2 separate regions of the Xenopus tropicalis genome follow, and region 2 is linked to region 1. Evidence: chromatin contacts called from public Hi-C data. All regions are on one chromosome and are shown on one strand. The core of a region is the stretch at or near the end of the contact, and the rest is flanking DNA. Distances in the headings are between cores, read along the strand shown. Region 1 holds the start of tmem158 (transmembrane protein 158). Region 2 overlaps cntnap2 (contactin associated protein 2).

Region 1 (7,880 bases), core at 3,775-6,274:
ATTTCTAAGTAAGAATGACATGTATAAACGTATGTATTTAAAGGAGATATGTAGGATACGGCCCCCCAAGGTAATTTACCCGGCCCCCACTGTGATCTGATGCGAGGATGCAGCGGGAAGCAGGAGGACGCAGGGGGGGAGCAGCAGGAGGGAGCGGGAGGGTGCAAGGGGGGAGCAGAAGGAAGTGGGGGAGAGCCGGAGGAGGAAGCAGCAGGGAGCTGGAGGAAGCAGTGGGGGAGCAGGAAGCTGCAGGGAGCTGGAGGAAGCAGTGGGGGAGCAGGAAGCAGCAGGGAGCTGGAGGAAGCAGTGGGGGAGCAGGAAGCAGCAGGGAGCTGGAGGAAGCAGTGGGGGAGCAGGAAGCAGCAGGGAGCAGCCATAGTATGAGGACACTGGGGGAGGACTTTAGTCCAGCCCCCCAACAGTCTGAGGGACCATGAACTGGCTCCCTGCTTAAAAAGTTTGAGGACCCCTGCCTTAAAGTGCCACTGTCCTTTTAAAAGTAAAGCAAGCTCTTGTAGAAAATCTAGTTTGTAAAATGTACAACACATAGAAGCGAGCGTCAATGCTGATAACTCTGGTGTTCACTCTTGCAGCACTTGGACAAAACATTTCTGGCAAGAACTTATTACGTATTAGACAAACTGCAGAGGTTACATTGAAACTAAAGGCCTTTAATCACATAGTTACATGTACAAACATGTTTTTATTTTTACAGACAAAAGGATAGCAGTAGATATAAGGATCTATAAATAAAGGCATACAAAACCTGCGCTATAGTATAAAAAATCGAATCTTACAACAAAATTTCAACATATTAAATACAACAAACATTGTCCTTAATTAAACTTACAACAATATATAGAAAAGTACATTCTACTTACATTAATGCAAATAAAATTTTCTCTGTCCCTGCAGCTGACCATTTGAAGTTATGGCACACAGGGCTTCTAGGTTGGCATGACCGGTAAAGGAAATGAAAAACCTTGTGTGCCATGGCCTTTAAACTGAAGGATATGATTGTCTTTTCGTGTAGAACAAACTGACAGGATAGAACGTGTTTAGACATTTATACCTGTCTCCATAAGCAGAATACAATACAAGGAATGGCCGTGCTAACAGCTAGACCTGTTTTATTTCTCATCCCAGTGTAGAACCAGCTCAGAAATAGTTTAAATATTTAAGTTTTTTTATGTGTCAAATATGGAGCCAAACAATAGATGGTTGAAACCTTATGAAACAACATGGTTTCTCATTCTCTTTATAACATCATTGCCCCACAATACAACATTCACTAACAGTGCAAACTACTGGTTTTGTCTGTCTCACTGTTAGTTCCAAATTACACCTTTATCTTGGTCTAGCCATTAATCTAATGTTTACATTTCCAAAGCTAGAATTATAGTTAGCATTGTACCCTCTCCCATAGCAAATAACATTGTGTGCATCTAAGGCAAAGGATCTGAAACTATGGAGTACAAATGGCTGGGGCCAAGCCTAAAGGCCAGCTAGGGTGAGGTTTGGAATGAATTTCTACGCCTGGAGTATACCAGTAAGTTGGTTATAAGGCAATTGGGATCTTATGTTGGTAGCTGAATGTAAGTAGTCTGATACCCTCTGCGCTAAACAGTTGGTCTTTGTCCCCTAAAAGTAGAAGAAAAGGCTAATAAAGAGCTAATCTCAAGCTGCAGGCATACCTTCAGTTCTCTCAATAGTGCCCTTAAGTCTCCCCATATTTCTCCTATTCAGATGATCAGAAGCCTCATAGGAAAAAAACGCTGAGCACTGTAAAGAAAATTCCCATAATGCCTCACTCCTGCACCAAGACCAAGACTGTACATGCTCAGTTTGTAAGACTATAAAGAAGCTTCCTGCTGATTGGCTCAGATTGCACATTCCTAAGGGGGGGAGGGAGTTCTTAACATTCTTGAGGGAGGGGGGAGCAGGAGACGGGAGAGAGGAGAGAGCTGTGTGTCTCTGGCAGAAGAAAACAAAGAGACAACAAATCCTGTTTCTTTTTCTGTGTATTCTTATGGCTGTATTTATGTAGACCTTTCTGATAAAGCTTACTTAGTTTTTACCTTTCCTTCTCCTTTAAAACGGTTGCTCACCTTCAAGGTAACTTTTAGTATGTTATAGAATGGACAGTTCTTAGCAACATTTTAATTGGTCTTTGTGTTTTATTGTTTTTAATTTATTTGCCGTCTTCTGACTCTTTCCAACTTTGAGATGGGGGTAAATGACCCCAGTAGCCCATAAACTATTACCGAGACTATAATGTTATTGTTTGAGTTACTTTTGATTATTTTTCTTTCTATTCCGTCTCTCTCTTATTCATATTCCAGTCTTGCATTCAAACAACTGCCTGGTTGCTAGGGTAATTTTTACCCTAGCAACCAGAGAGCTGCTGAACAAAAAGCTAGATAATGAAGACCAATTGCAAAGTATCTCAGAATATCACTGTCTACATTTATTTAAAGGTGAAAAGGTGAACAACCCCTTTAAACACAGAAATTTGAAGGCCCTCCCTTGTCATTGTGTTGGAAACAGGGTAAGAAGAAATGCCCCACATACAGGGCCATAACTCCTATATAGACACTTGATGGCCTGTGCCTAGGGCAGCACAAACTGTAGATGCAGCACTAACCGCATTACATGGTGCTTTTCATCCAGCAGTCAAGAAAGGGGACACAAAGTAATTTGCTACTATAACAATGCATTGAAAACACATGGATCCCAATAGATATTAAAAATAATGTTTGGTAGCCAAGAAAACCGTACAACCGTCACCACATTATTAAATTTCACTTGGGTGCTCTGGGGATCCTGGCCAACATTCTCGCAAATCCTGAGATACAAAATAAACATCCACTGCTGGAAACATACCTTGTGCTTATTCCTTTCTCATTTCCCCAGGGAGCAGAGTGTCTCCCCTGATCCTGTGGGTGACACAGCAGCTGCTACACTAGGCATATTACATGCAACTATAATCACATTCACTCCCATACCTCCCAGGGCTATTCAGTGTGCTTTCCCTATATAAATTCAGGGCTCCTGGTTTAAACAAAGTGCAAATTAGTTTCCATAAAACCTTTAGGTCAGATCAATATTATGAGCCCTAATCAGTACAGAATAAAATAAAGTATACAATAAGTTAAAGGGGTGGTTCACCATTACGTTAACTTTAGTATGTTATAGAATGGCCAATTCTAAGAAACTTTTCAATTGGTCTTTATTATTTTTTTCTTACTGTTTTTGATCTCTTTGCAGGGGCGGGCCAAGCCGACCGGGCGCCCTAGGCAACCCGGTCGGCCAACTCCGCCCACCTCCCCGCCCCCCCCGAACGGCACATGTGCGCCAAAGCACAGGAGGAGGGGCAGGGGGGGGCGGTGCGATTCGATCGGTCATTGCCTCCACCGCTAATGTTAAGTGGCGGAGGCAATGACAAAGTAGCACTAGGGGTACGCAGGAGAGGCTCCTGCCTGGCGCCCCTCAATCGTTGCGCCCTATGCAGCTGCCTCTTCTGCCTACCCCTAGTTCCGGCCCTGTCTCTTTGACTTCTTCAACTTCTTTTCTTTGTAGCTTTGCAGCTATTGCTCAGTAAGGCTACAGTTTTATTGTTATTGTTACTTTTTATAACTTGTTTTTCCTATTCAGGCCCTCCCTATTCATTTACCATCCACTCATTCAAACTGCTCCTTGGTCGCTAAGGTAATTTGGACCCTAGCAACCAAATAGCTGCTGAAACTGCAAACTGCAGAGCTGGTGAACAAAAAGTGAAATAATTAAAAAACTACAAATAATAAAAAATTAAGACCAATTACAAATGATCTCACAATATTACTCTCTACATCATACTAAATGTATGATATACTGTATTTAAATATTCAATTTTTGGTGGCTAAAAGTAGACAAGTATAAATTAGTGTATTGCACAGGCTTCTGCATTGTCCAGAAAAAATAAGTGAATAATGGGTATTTCTTTCTCCACGCAGAACAACAAAAGGTTTGGGAAGGGAAGGCTACTTGCTACTTGTCCTTCTCTGTTCCATACCGTTGGGTAAGAAGCCTGCAATGATAGGGACAGGCCAGATGAGGGCAGCAACGCTCCACACAATGATGACGAGAGTCATGAAACAAGCTACCAAAGTGGATTCGATGGGCTTGCGGTTCATTCTCCATCCCTGCTCCCCTCTGAGTTCCTCTAAAGTGAAATCCAGGCAGCAGAAATTCAGCGACTCCCCTTGCAGGGGGCTGTGCGGGTCAGTGGCCGCGGAGATGAAAGAGAAGGCGCCGGAGGCCTGTGAGTGCCTCAGGTGGCCGCTCCTTCTGCCCCTCGCCCATCCGCAGCCCAAGCAAAGGCGAAACTCCTGCTGCGCCCCGGACACACCCAAGTGCTCAATGACCAGGGGGGACACCACACGGTTGTAGGCGGCTGCAAAGAAAGCCCTCCCGTGGTTGTTGGTGGAGAAGAGCAACAAGTCGCACTGGAATCCCAGTTGGCGTCCCCAGCGCACTAGCAGCGAGGTGAGCAGCAGTCTCTGCACGGTGATGTTGCACTGAGCCGGCCCGGGCTGCTGCTGCTGCTGAGGCTGGGATGGTGACAGAGCTAGGCTGTCTCTGCTGCGCTCCCAGGTGTTCCCTGGAGAAGGAGGGGGAGAGGATGGGAGACTCCTGCTCCCTTCTCTTTGGCTTTCCCCCTTAGCCCCCAGGTTCTTCTCAGTGCCGCTCTCCTTCCCATTGCCTAAGTCCGCTTCCAAGTTCGCCAGGGAGCGGCTGGAAGAGTTCATAGGCAGAAGGAATACATCCTCCTCAGTGTGGCCCTGCTGGCTCCATCCCTGGGTGCAGATAATTGCCAGGAGAGAGAGTGTCCCTCGGAGAAGGCTGCAGGGAGGGCAGCGGCTCAGCACCCTCATGGCACAGTGCGACTTATAGAGGCAGCTGCATGCTTATAGGCAGTCGCACAGGGAAAGTCACACAGGCGGGGAACAGAAAGCCTGGCAATGCGATAGCTCCTCTCCGCCTGCGACTCCCCCCCCCCCTTTCCCTTTCAGCTTTTGATTTAGATGATTACAGGATTACCAGATGATCCTTCACTTTCTGGATCCCCTCCCAGTTACACAGACTCTTTTACCTTTGGGGGGGAGGGGGTCTGAGCCAATAAACCCCCAGCACCTTCTTACATTTAATATGAATGTATTACACAAGTTTATGTTATGGAAACTCCATAGTTTGTGAGTAGAAACATGATTTTAATGGCTATTTACTCAAATTCCTCATTTTCCCCAATACCCAAACTATATTCAGCGTCCATCTGAAGCAGAACAACAATGCAGTGAATAAGGCAGTGTGATGTGATACTGCATGATTTTTATAATGTTGTCAAGTATTTGCCTGATGCTTCTAAATTAGATTCTACTTCTGATCCCCATGTTCCCCTATGAGGGGGCTGCCATATTTGTGCAGCAGGAGTCCATCAGCATTAGAAGCTATAACTGACAGGCTGAGAGGACAGTCAGGTTGGCAAAACAGTCAGGTGTAGGGACTTCAAGTAACAATTACTTACAAAAGCAGCTCTATCAGCAGAAAAGGATCGTAGTTTTTTAGTGTCAGTATCACTTTAAAAAGATATTCATTGTCCCTATAGTAGAAGCTAGGCAAATTAGGTCCATGTAAAAATAGCAGTTCCTCTACTTTACATTTTTATTTGCATTATAGTTGCCTTTATGGACTACTGTTGTTTTGATTAAGCAGTATCTTGCCCCCGCACCGAGGTTCCCAAAATGTTCCACTGCTGTTGCTGCATTAGACACCAGGGGACCCACACAAAGCCAAAGATATGGCAGGTTTACATCTGACATTGCTTTGGCTTTGTGTGGATCCCCTGACACTTAAGGCAGCAACAGAGATTAAGCATTAGGTGATATTATTCTTGAAAAAAATGACATTGAATCATAATAAATATATTATTATATTTCCACCATTCAGGTCATAACATAGCATTTCAGTGTTACAGCCTTGGCACACACCATGTATAGTTACTGTAGGTCCCCACAAAGTAATGGAACCTTTCCTTGCTCACATGGCACTAGTCAGTGCACAGATCTGTAAAAGATAGTGAGCTTGTTCACTTGTCATAACTGTCACACGCAGAACAGCTCTTGTGGTGGCTGTTGGCAGAGGGAAGAGACAAAAGCTGGCATAGTTAGGGTATGTTTCTCATTAGGCAGATATAAACAAAATAACTTTGTGATGATTATAGTCCTTTAAAATGTAGTTTTCTACATATATCTGAAATATAGTACAGATAATAGCCATGCAGCATACTCCAAGGGAATCTGTGTTCAGTGTCTAACATGGGATTTTCATGTATATAATTATATAGATCAGTGATTTAATTCCCCTGTTTTGTTTAAACATATAATCTCCTATATTGTTCACACCTTTTAATCCCTGCATTGTTCACCTCAGGCTGTAAACCCCCACATTGTTCACCTCTTCACACCTCAGACTGTAGGAGCAGTGCCAGTATTGTGTCACTGTATGTACTGTGTATGGCACACACGGGCAGCTAAGGGCAAGCAGAGCATGGCACACACAGGTGGGGTAGGGCAGGCAGAGTATGGCACATACAGGCAGCATAGGACAGGCAGAGTATGGAACAACACAGCAGAGTGGGGCAGGTAGATTATGACACACACAGGCAGCATAGGACTGGCAGAGTATGGCATACACAGGCAGCATAGGACAGAAAGAGTATGACACAGGCAGCATAGGATAGGCAGAGTATGACACGCACAGGCAGCATAGGTCAGGCAGACTATGACACACACAGCAGGGTAGGGCAGGTAGATTATGGCACACAGGGGCAGCATAGGGCAGGCAGAGTATGTCACACACAGGCAGCATAAGGTAGGCAGAGTACTGTCTGTGTGTGCCATGCTCTGCCTGCCTTATGCTGCCTGTGGGAGGGGAACCTGGAAGGGGTTTGTTCTGGGAGTTTGTTAGTAGCTGGAAATAGCCATTATATTGTCCCTAGGTGTGTAATTATGTGTTGGGGGTTGCTGTGCTATCCACAGGGTAGGATGAGGCATATGGATTTAAGAGTGTGTCTTAATATGTCATAAAATTCTTTCACATATGATGGTTGGTATCCCCACAGTGAGCACCAACCATTTGGGTTTTTGCTGTCCAACTGGTGCCCCCCCACCTGTCTGGTTGCTTTGATGGCTTACCTTTGTGTAGCAGTGCGGGGGGTTGCTGTGCTATCCACAGGGGGAGGAAGAAGCAAATGGATTTTAATATGACATAGTATAATTCTTTCACAGATGAATGATGGTTGATATCCCTGCAGATAGCACCAAGCATTTGGGTTTTTGCTGTGCTACCACCATTAATGTGGGCATGGTCTTGTGATAACATGGGTGTGGTTTGAAGTAGGTGTGGTTTAAAAAAGGGGAGTGGTCAAAACTGTCTTCCATTAGCGACCCTCCAATATTTATGCTAGAGAATTTCCACCCCTCGGCACCACAGAAGTTGGACAGCACTGATATAGATTGTAATGTGATGCTGTCTTTAAAATATTCTGCATTCAAATAGTGGGCGATACATTAACTAATGCCGGATTTCTAATTACGGCACACAGAGACCCCCTCCACACAGGATCACACATATGCGCATCCATTTAGCTCACATATAGAGCACTGGGGACAGGATGCAATGAAGTTTTCTGAGCGTCCTGTGCCCAGTGATCCATATGTGAGTGCAGCTGGGTGGCATGCTGCCCCTAAATTTGTGCCACCCTAGGCCCAGGCCTGAAGGGGCATATTTAAGACGGAAATTATTATTGCTATCACATATTCCAGAGAACTGTTAGTAGGTAA
Region 2 (7,880 bases), core at 3,714-6,213, 300 kb before region 1:
CTGTACAATGAGCGTTTCTGAACAATAATTGTTTAACCTGCAAGTGCACCTGCAGGGTCCAGGACATTAAAATTATAGTCATTGAAATAATGGGTACAACATTCAATGTTGTAAATCAGGGTACAACATTCTATAGGGAGTTCTTTTTAGAAAGGGTTTAGAGTTCTAAAAAGAACTCCCTTTAGAATATTGTACCCTGAATAGAACAGGCTTTGATCTTGGGCCACTGGGGTTCTTTATTTACAGTCTAAAACTGTTAATATCTTTGAAACCACAAAAATTACAAAAATAATCCTAAAAGTGCTCACTCTCAGTAAATGTATTCAGTTTGTTTTTTGACGTTTATATCTGCTTTAATTAAATGTTTTGGGGTTTTTTTCAAATGTTTTAAATATAATATAGTGAGCACAATTTTTATTATTAAAAAAATAATTTCTTTAGTATATCAGAGTTCCAATCCATCATTGATTGGAATATGTAAAGTTTTAGGTATATAGGGGGCTGGGGATACCAAACCATTCCTCTTCTCTTACTTACTCATGCATTTGTCTGTGCATGAAGTTGGGGAAGCCCCTGTCCCTGTGAGCTGTACAGGAAGGAAGGCCTGCAGAAAGAGGACGTGATTCTGTAAGGTACCTAGATAAATCCATGTAAATAGGGAACACCAGTGGCACAAGATGAAAGTCTGTTCTTTTCCGGGCACAACATTCTAAAGGGAGTTCTTTTTAGAACTCTGAAGAAATTGCCACTTCCCCAGAAGATCAGAGGTCAAATAAAACTTGCTATACACATATACATTGCCGTCTTTCTAGCAGAGAACATAGTGGTAAGGTTGTTCATTTGCATCACTACTGTTAAGAGTAAGGATAGAAACAAAAAGACTGTTATAGTCAGATTCAAAGAATGTTAATAGTCAGACTCAAAACACCCTTACTGATATTACCACTCCTTTAAGGCCACCTGACCAAAAACATGTCCAACTGGTTTTTACCCACCTTTTACCACATCTTTGTAACAAGATCCAGGGACATTTTGTCACTAGGCCTTTGCACTAAATAAAATCAGAGGACAAAATAGCAGATTTTGCGTATATGATGGGTCCATACAGGAACAGATGCCCAACTTTGTTAAAATTCTACAAATTGACTTAATCTTTGTATTGAAAGTGTAAGGAATCTGCATTTGCCCTATTGTGGTGCTGGGAATAGATTGACTGTTACTATGACAGATGTGCATCTTATTGTCTAGGTAATTTGGCACAATGTTTGCGAAATGTACTTTTTACAGACTTTATTGGCTTCCCTGTTTTTATCCTTATTCAGACTGCATCATTCTTTAAAAAAAATGAATTGGTGATAGGGAGGAGCTTTTCTAATCCCTAGCTGTAAATTACCTGCTGCAGATCTGTTTCTCTTTTTGAAGCATTTGACCAGGCTTCTTGCAAGGAAGAGTCTCTGATTTGATCATCACAGATTACTTGGTGGTTGTAAGGAGGTGAATAATACTTTAAATGCACAGTAGGTGGCAGCAACCCCTCAGTTTAGGCCATGGTGGGTCTGGCTTAGACCTTTTTGACATAGCCTCTAATTCTAGCCTAAGTACAACTCTGTGGCATCTGCTATTGGGCTAGCAAGTGACAGAAGGGAGGAAGTGAAGCTTAGCTGAGGGGTCAGAGTTAGGCTAGTCACAATGAGGAGTGTAGGGACCCATAGGGTTAAGCTCCCTATGGTGTTATCCCTTATCTAATCTTATCTGTACTGTTATAGGGCAGAGCCCTCTACACTCAGGTTACAGCTATTAGGCTTTCCCTAATAGGTTTAGCCCAGGTTGACCACTCCCCTTGGCAGACTATATAGTGTCTTGCACAAGGAAGTGTCTTCCTCTCTGGCTGCTGTTGTCTCAGGCTTCACGTCATTGAGCCTGGAGGCATAAGGCCCCAGTAAAGAGAACCATCTATTCCTTAAGTCGGGGACAGGGCCCCGTGAACGAGGTAAAGCCAGAACAGTCAGTTTTATGTAATAGCACCCTCTAGAAGTGGTGAGTACAGTTAGTCTATTTAGAAAGGGCAGTTAATAGCCCCAACCAGGAGTTGTAAAAGGGTTTAGCCTACCCCGGCTCTGTTGTCGTTCTTTAGGGACTGGTTTTATTAGACGCCAGGTACCAGGTTAGGAGCTCTCCCCTGGACCACAGTCGGCCGGAACACTCCCTACTGAAAGGTCTTCATCTCAGGTATCAGCTAATCCCCTGTGCATCCTCCAAGTGGGTTATTCTGTTCCTTGAGTGTCACATCTGCTCTATTCCATTGTGACCAATTCCTATACTGCTGTGTCTGTGAGTATAAACCCTGCTGCACTGTTTAGGTTGTGCCTTGTCCGATAAACTTGTACTATAGTTCATCATAAGAATCCTCTGGCGTCCATCATTCTCTATTTGCACCACACACCTCAGCTAGTTGTAGTTCTACTACACCCTCGCTCCATCCTCATTCTCCCATATAGCGGAGGCTCACCATTTTGTATTAAGTGTCGCATGTAACCCATGCTCTCCATTATACTACTAGCCTGGATTTGTCCTTAAATAGGCCAAATAGGTGTTACAGGAGTGTAATGGGGAATGGATAGTGACCCTGTGGTGAAGCCAGTTAGGAAAATACAGTTTAGGAAATAGGGTTAGTGTGGACAACCTGGGGTAAAGTTACTGGTTCAGCTTTTGGGTGCCAAGAGGCAAAAGTTAGTCAACAGGGCAGTAAAAGAGTGTAGTAGGTACTGTGAATGTTACTCCCAGGCATTTAAAAGTAAAATGGTAGTAAAAGTAAAGAGTGAAGGCAATACATTTAAGGTTAATATATGGAATAGATGCTATTGCGGGTGACTAACTGTTCTGAAATGCCTTTCCACTGACAACAATAGGATTTTCTAGTGGAAAGGCCTGCTCATCTCTTTGGCTTTCCGAAGTAGCGCAAAGTTGCCGGCAACTCCTATTGTTTCTAGGATTTCGGAGTGGTTAGGCTTCTCACAGTAGCAGAGATCTATCGCAGGCAACTAACTTGCTCTGTGGGACCTCAGCCTTAAAAGTGAAAGTTGATTGTGAGTCATAACCCCAACATGTGCCACCCTCATAACAAAAATGTCACCAAAACACAAAAGGAAATTGAATTGTTTTTTGATTCATTGTCACTAGATTAGCAAAGAAGTAGACTGATCCGAACCTTTACATTCTTAATAGGATATTGCAGGTAAAATACCTGTTCCCATGGAGTGATAAGATGTAGTATTCATATGTTTTTGGCAGTTCAGCTTGGTGTCGGAGTGTGACTGTGTGGTGATCGGTTACTATAGATGGTTAGACTTTATTTGGACTTTATTGCATAACTACAATTGTTTGGTAATCACAAATAACCTTCAGACTCACACTTCCCACTTATAGGGTGTACTCACATATGACTATCACTGTGTGATCTGGCAGGTCAGCCTATTGCATACTTCCCAACTTTCACTGGACAATCCAAATTTTACTAGCTCAGCCCTCAGTCCCAGATTATTATTGAAAAGGCCCTCATTTCTCTTTGATGAACACTAAAAAAGATACAATGTTTTTCAAACTTAATTTGATAAGTAGGCTTTTAGCAGCCCAGAGCCCAGACTACTTAACAGTCAACACCTGCACTTAGATACAATTGTAACTAATATGGTAAACAGGTCTCTTGGGGGAATTGAGATTTGCATCTTAAAGGTCACAAAAATGGGCATAGTCAAAATATTTTAGGCGCGTTACATGCACAATTTTTTTTGTCCCTCTTTGCGTTTTTCAAATGTTGGGAGGTTTGCTACTGCCTGAAAAAAGGATTACCTTGCATTTGGCCAAATCAGGCTGGTCAGCCAATTAATATATTATTTTACTATAAGCTTTCTTATTATATGAGCTTTCTTGACATCCAAATTGGTCATTTATTCCTAGCATAATTAAGTACTAAAGTAAAATTCCAAACAAAACATTTTAATATTTCATAAGCCACAAAAAAGACTGACTGCAAATTGTCTACTGTTCTCTAACATATTAAAGCTGGCCATACAGACGTGGATAAAAACTTTCATATGTGTTTCACATGATTCTTGGACTGCATGTCGGCTCCGAATTATCCTTTAATAATTGTCATCCCATGGCATTTAGTCAACTTGACAGGCTAGAAAATAATGATAAAATCTGCGCTGGTGTCCTTGGGGGACCTACAGTGCAGTCTCAGGAAGTCACTTTCGTACTATTGGTGTCTGCCAACTAGTTCATGTTTAAAACATCCTCCAGTGTGTTATTTTTAGTACTTTATCCTACAATTTTAATCTGAATGTTATTTTTAGATTGTTGCATTTAAATGTTTGTCGGAAAAAGACTAAAATCTGCACATGTATGGCCAGCTTAACAGTTAAGTAAACTGCATCTTTAAAGTGAACATATGCTATGGCTTAATTGTATGTATAAATATATTGGAGATTGGTAAATCACATTAGAGTAGTTGCTAATAAACTTGGGCAGGGCAAGTAAACCAAGTGATTACCCTGGAATCCCTCCAGAATAGAAACAACTAAGGACCAATGGTAAGAAAAGTTCAAATTGTGTAGCACCAGCATAAATCAGCAGAGGGATAGAGAGATTTTCCACTTTCTAGCTTTCATAGACCTTTTCTTTTGAGGCTGTTACAGGGCAGAGGCAGCAGACTGTGTGCAAAGCAGTTTTTATTGGATATATTGTAATTTCTGTGTATTGCTGTCAGGTTAATTAAACCCTGCATTCTGTATGATTGCATTGTTGACCATTCAATTTTGCCATTATTGATCCTGAGGTAATAACTGTGCCCTAATTGTTCACATGGGGGACTTTCCTAAAGACTCCCCACAGAGCATCAAATTAAGCATCTACATTCCCACTCAATGCAGCCTCTATTCATTTCCTAAAAGAAAGGGATAATAACAATGCAGACTGTCAGGAAGAAATCCAGGCCCTTTACAATGTCCTTGAGGCAGATCAGTGCCGTTCAATAGATTTCAGCCAGCTCTGGCTGCCCACATTAGCTATTCTCCCAGCCAGGCTGCAGCTAGGGAATAAGAAAGCTACCATGATAAATGATACTGCAGTAGAATCTGACGACATAATATGAAATGTATATACCTGCATTACAGTAAATGTCTAGCAAAATAGTTTGAATAAAATATTGTTCTCTAATATCTGAAATTCCAAAATTAATGTGATTAGAATTCAATATTTGTTTTATACAGAATCAATCTATCGTTACAAATATTTCCCCTCTCGAACCTTCTTAACCACTTCTGTTTAAACTGCACATTGGTGACAATGTACCCAGAAATACTGTCCTTTAGACAAACTTAATCCTGTGGTCCTATGTGCCATTGCAATAAGAAGCCTGCTGAATCAATAATGTTAATGATAGCTTAAAGTAGTAATTGAGCAGAAATACAATTTATTTTCTCTTTAATGGCATTCATTTAACACTATCTTTGTAATGTTCTTTCACAATTTCACCCCTCATTTTGTCTTGACTTGAAGACTTACAATGCTTCTCCAAACCAGGAACAGCTGCTCATTCTAAAATAAAGTAGTTATGTCAAAATTAAAAAATGAATCATTACTGGAATACAAATCACATCCTTCAAAAATTCTAAAAGACATGCAAATCCCACTGAGACTGTTATGGTTTGCCACAACAAACATGTAATTAATGTCTGTCATGAAACAAATTTATAATATGCACTTGTGTATATAAAGGCTAACTCATACTCAGTAGCTGCTTTCTTATGCTGAATCAAGTTGGATCTGCGGCCTTCCAGAGGCTGTAGTGGAGACTTGACAGCTGCAGTTTGTTTATCCTGTAATAAACAGTTTCTCTTCTATTGCTTGCAGAAACTCAACAATTTGGGGGCCAAAGCCAGCATCAGATATTGAAAGGTACTGAAATGAATGAAAGAAAGAACTTTACTTGTCAGAATACTGTTAATTTGTCTTAAGTATAAACATATATACAGTAAATGATCCCACAAAGTCTTAGCACTAATGAGCCCTCTAGAAGTTTCAGGATATTCAGGGTTTAAGTTTTATTTAAGCTTAGTAGAATGCAGTTGTATCGGTTAGCCTAGCAAGGTTGCCATCTGCATTCATATTATGGCTTATACAGCAGGTTACACAGCCTCTCCTGCCATTAGGCAAGGTTTATATATAATAAAGTATATTTTGTTCAAGTATATATCAAACTATCTGGCCTTCTGGCTGGGCAGATAGATTCAAATGATCAAATGTAATCGGAAAAAAACAAGGAAAATGTAAAATTAGGGATCTCCGTGCATTATAATTTGGTGGGTCCCCAAAAAATGGTGGAAACTGAAAATCGAAGGATGTAAAATTGAGCTTTCATTATATTATTTAGTTCAACTTTCATCACTTTTTACTTTTTGCTTTTGTTCATCTTGGATTTTGGAGTGTGGTTAACAAATTAGGGATTTGCTCTGCATTGTTGAAGCCCTGGGAAAGTGTTGGCTGACCCCAGGGGAAAAGGGGCTCTCCCTTGCTGTGGAAGACTGTGGACCTGCAGGTTTTATGGCCAGGGGGTTGGGTACAAAGGTACCTCCTATCTTGGAGGCGAAAAAAGTGCCTGAAGGTCCTTGCTTCCATAGGCCTGGAAATCAGGGATTGTCGGATCCTTTCATTTTTAAGGGAGGGCACGTTTTTTCTGCATCCTTTGTGCATGTTTTGGAGCACTAGGGAAGATAAAAACATGCATTTATCAGTATGACCTATTTATGTGCAGCATAATGCTGAATCAAGGTATCTGTGGAATAGTAAAAAAAAATTTACAACCAAGGTCAGTAAATGACCCTACCATCTTAACAGAGTCAGCTCTTAACAGGAAACTGCAGTCCTAGTCAATGAGTCATTGAATTTATATGTGCAAGTACTGCATATTTTTGCTTTTTACCTATAATAACATAGTATTCCTCACTGAAATGTGCATTCTGCAAATTGACTTGAGGATAAACATAAATACATTTCTTTATTGAATAGGAAATCAAAGTTCTCGATAAAATGTTAGTTAACACTTTATTAATTTTCCACAGACAAATAATTTATATTGTTTGTTTCTACCTCATCTAAGGGGCGTAAAGTACAACTGGATTCAGAATAGAATGGTGTGAGAAACACACAAAGTTTAACTTATTTAAGGTTCTCCACAGTAGATCACATCCATTGCCATGCCTTTGTTTACTTTCACATGTTCTAGTCTCCTACCTCCTGACTCAACCAGCCATCAATAGTTACATTATTAGAATTAAGCCTATTAAACAGGAAACCCTTATTGGTTCCTCAGTTGTGTAAACAGACGAAAAATAACAGCTCAAAATCCGTGCTTCCCTGCTCTCATTAACCAATTTACCTTCCTCTGAAACAAAGAGACCAATTTATATTTTTTTTTTTAGCTAAAACTCAACAGCACAAAAACTAGATAAACGTGAATGTAAAATTTCAGAATCAAAAAGCTGTTTAAGGATTTTTCTTCAATGCAAGTTTTTTGTTTTTAAGTTGATAAACTCATTAAAAATAAGCAGAATGCAATTGCACATTTGTTTTTTTTTATATTTATAAGTGATCAAGTTTTCAAAATTTCTTTAATAAAAAATAGTGCACATTCTAGTTTGGTATATTTTTGTGTTTTTTTTATAATGATTTCTGATAAAAATGACTCTAAGGGGCAAAATCAAAATGTGTTTTTAGATTTTAATACATAAAAACTCAGCCATGTTTTATTCATTCTTATGGGATTTTTAGAAGTGTATTTATCAAACAGTGGGGCTCATTTATTAACACTGGGCAAATTT

Evidence for each region. Hi-C and Micro-C count contacts between places; a contact is called where the count stands out from the background.
Region 2: a contact with region 1 is called in a Hi-C map of neurula embryo, with 1.9 times the contacts expected there. The contact joins the enhancer-like site here to the promoter of tmem158 in region 1. A contact is called at or near these places in 2 of 5 Hi-C or Micro-C datasets (brain and neurula embryo).

The regions. Positions count from the first base shown.
Region 1 is chr6:54,983,828-54,991,707 of UCB_Xtro_10.0, reverse strand. It overlaps tmem158 (transmembrane protein 158), which reads right to left and starts at 5,024. Exons shown (of 1, transcript XM_002938309.5): 1 at 3,823-5,024. The coding sequence starts at 4,913. The coding sequence ends at 4,020. The region is part of intron 1 of LOC105947665 (a long non-coding RNA gene); the gene reads left to right.
Region 2 is chr6:55,278,769-55,286,648 of UCB_Xtro_10.0, reverse strand. All of the region lies in intron 21 of cntnap2 (contactin associated protein 2), which reads left to right. Among named protein-coding and RNA genes, the nearest start is that of cul1, 77 kb to the right of the region's middle. Within about 2 kb of position 4,963, at least 1 of the 11 cell types and tissues checked has an H3K27ac peak or open chromatin away from gene starts, as enhancers often do. A contact at or near this core is called in neurula embryo, where this site is marked.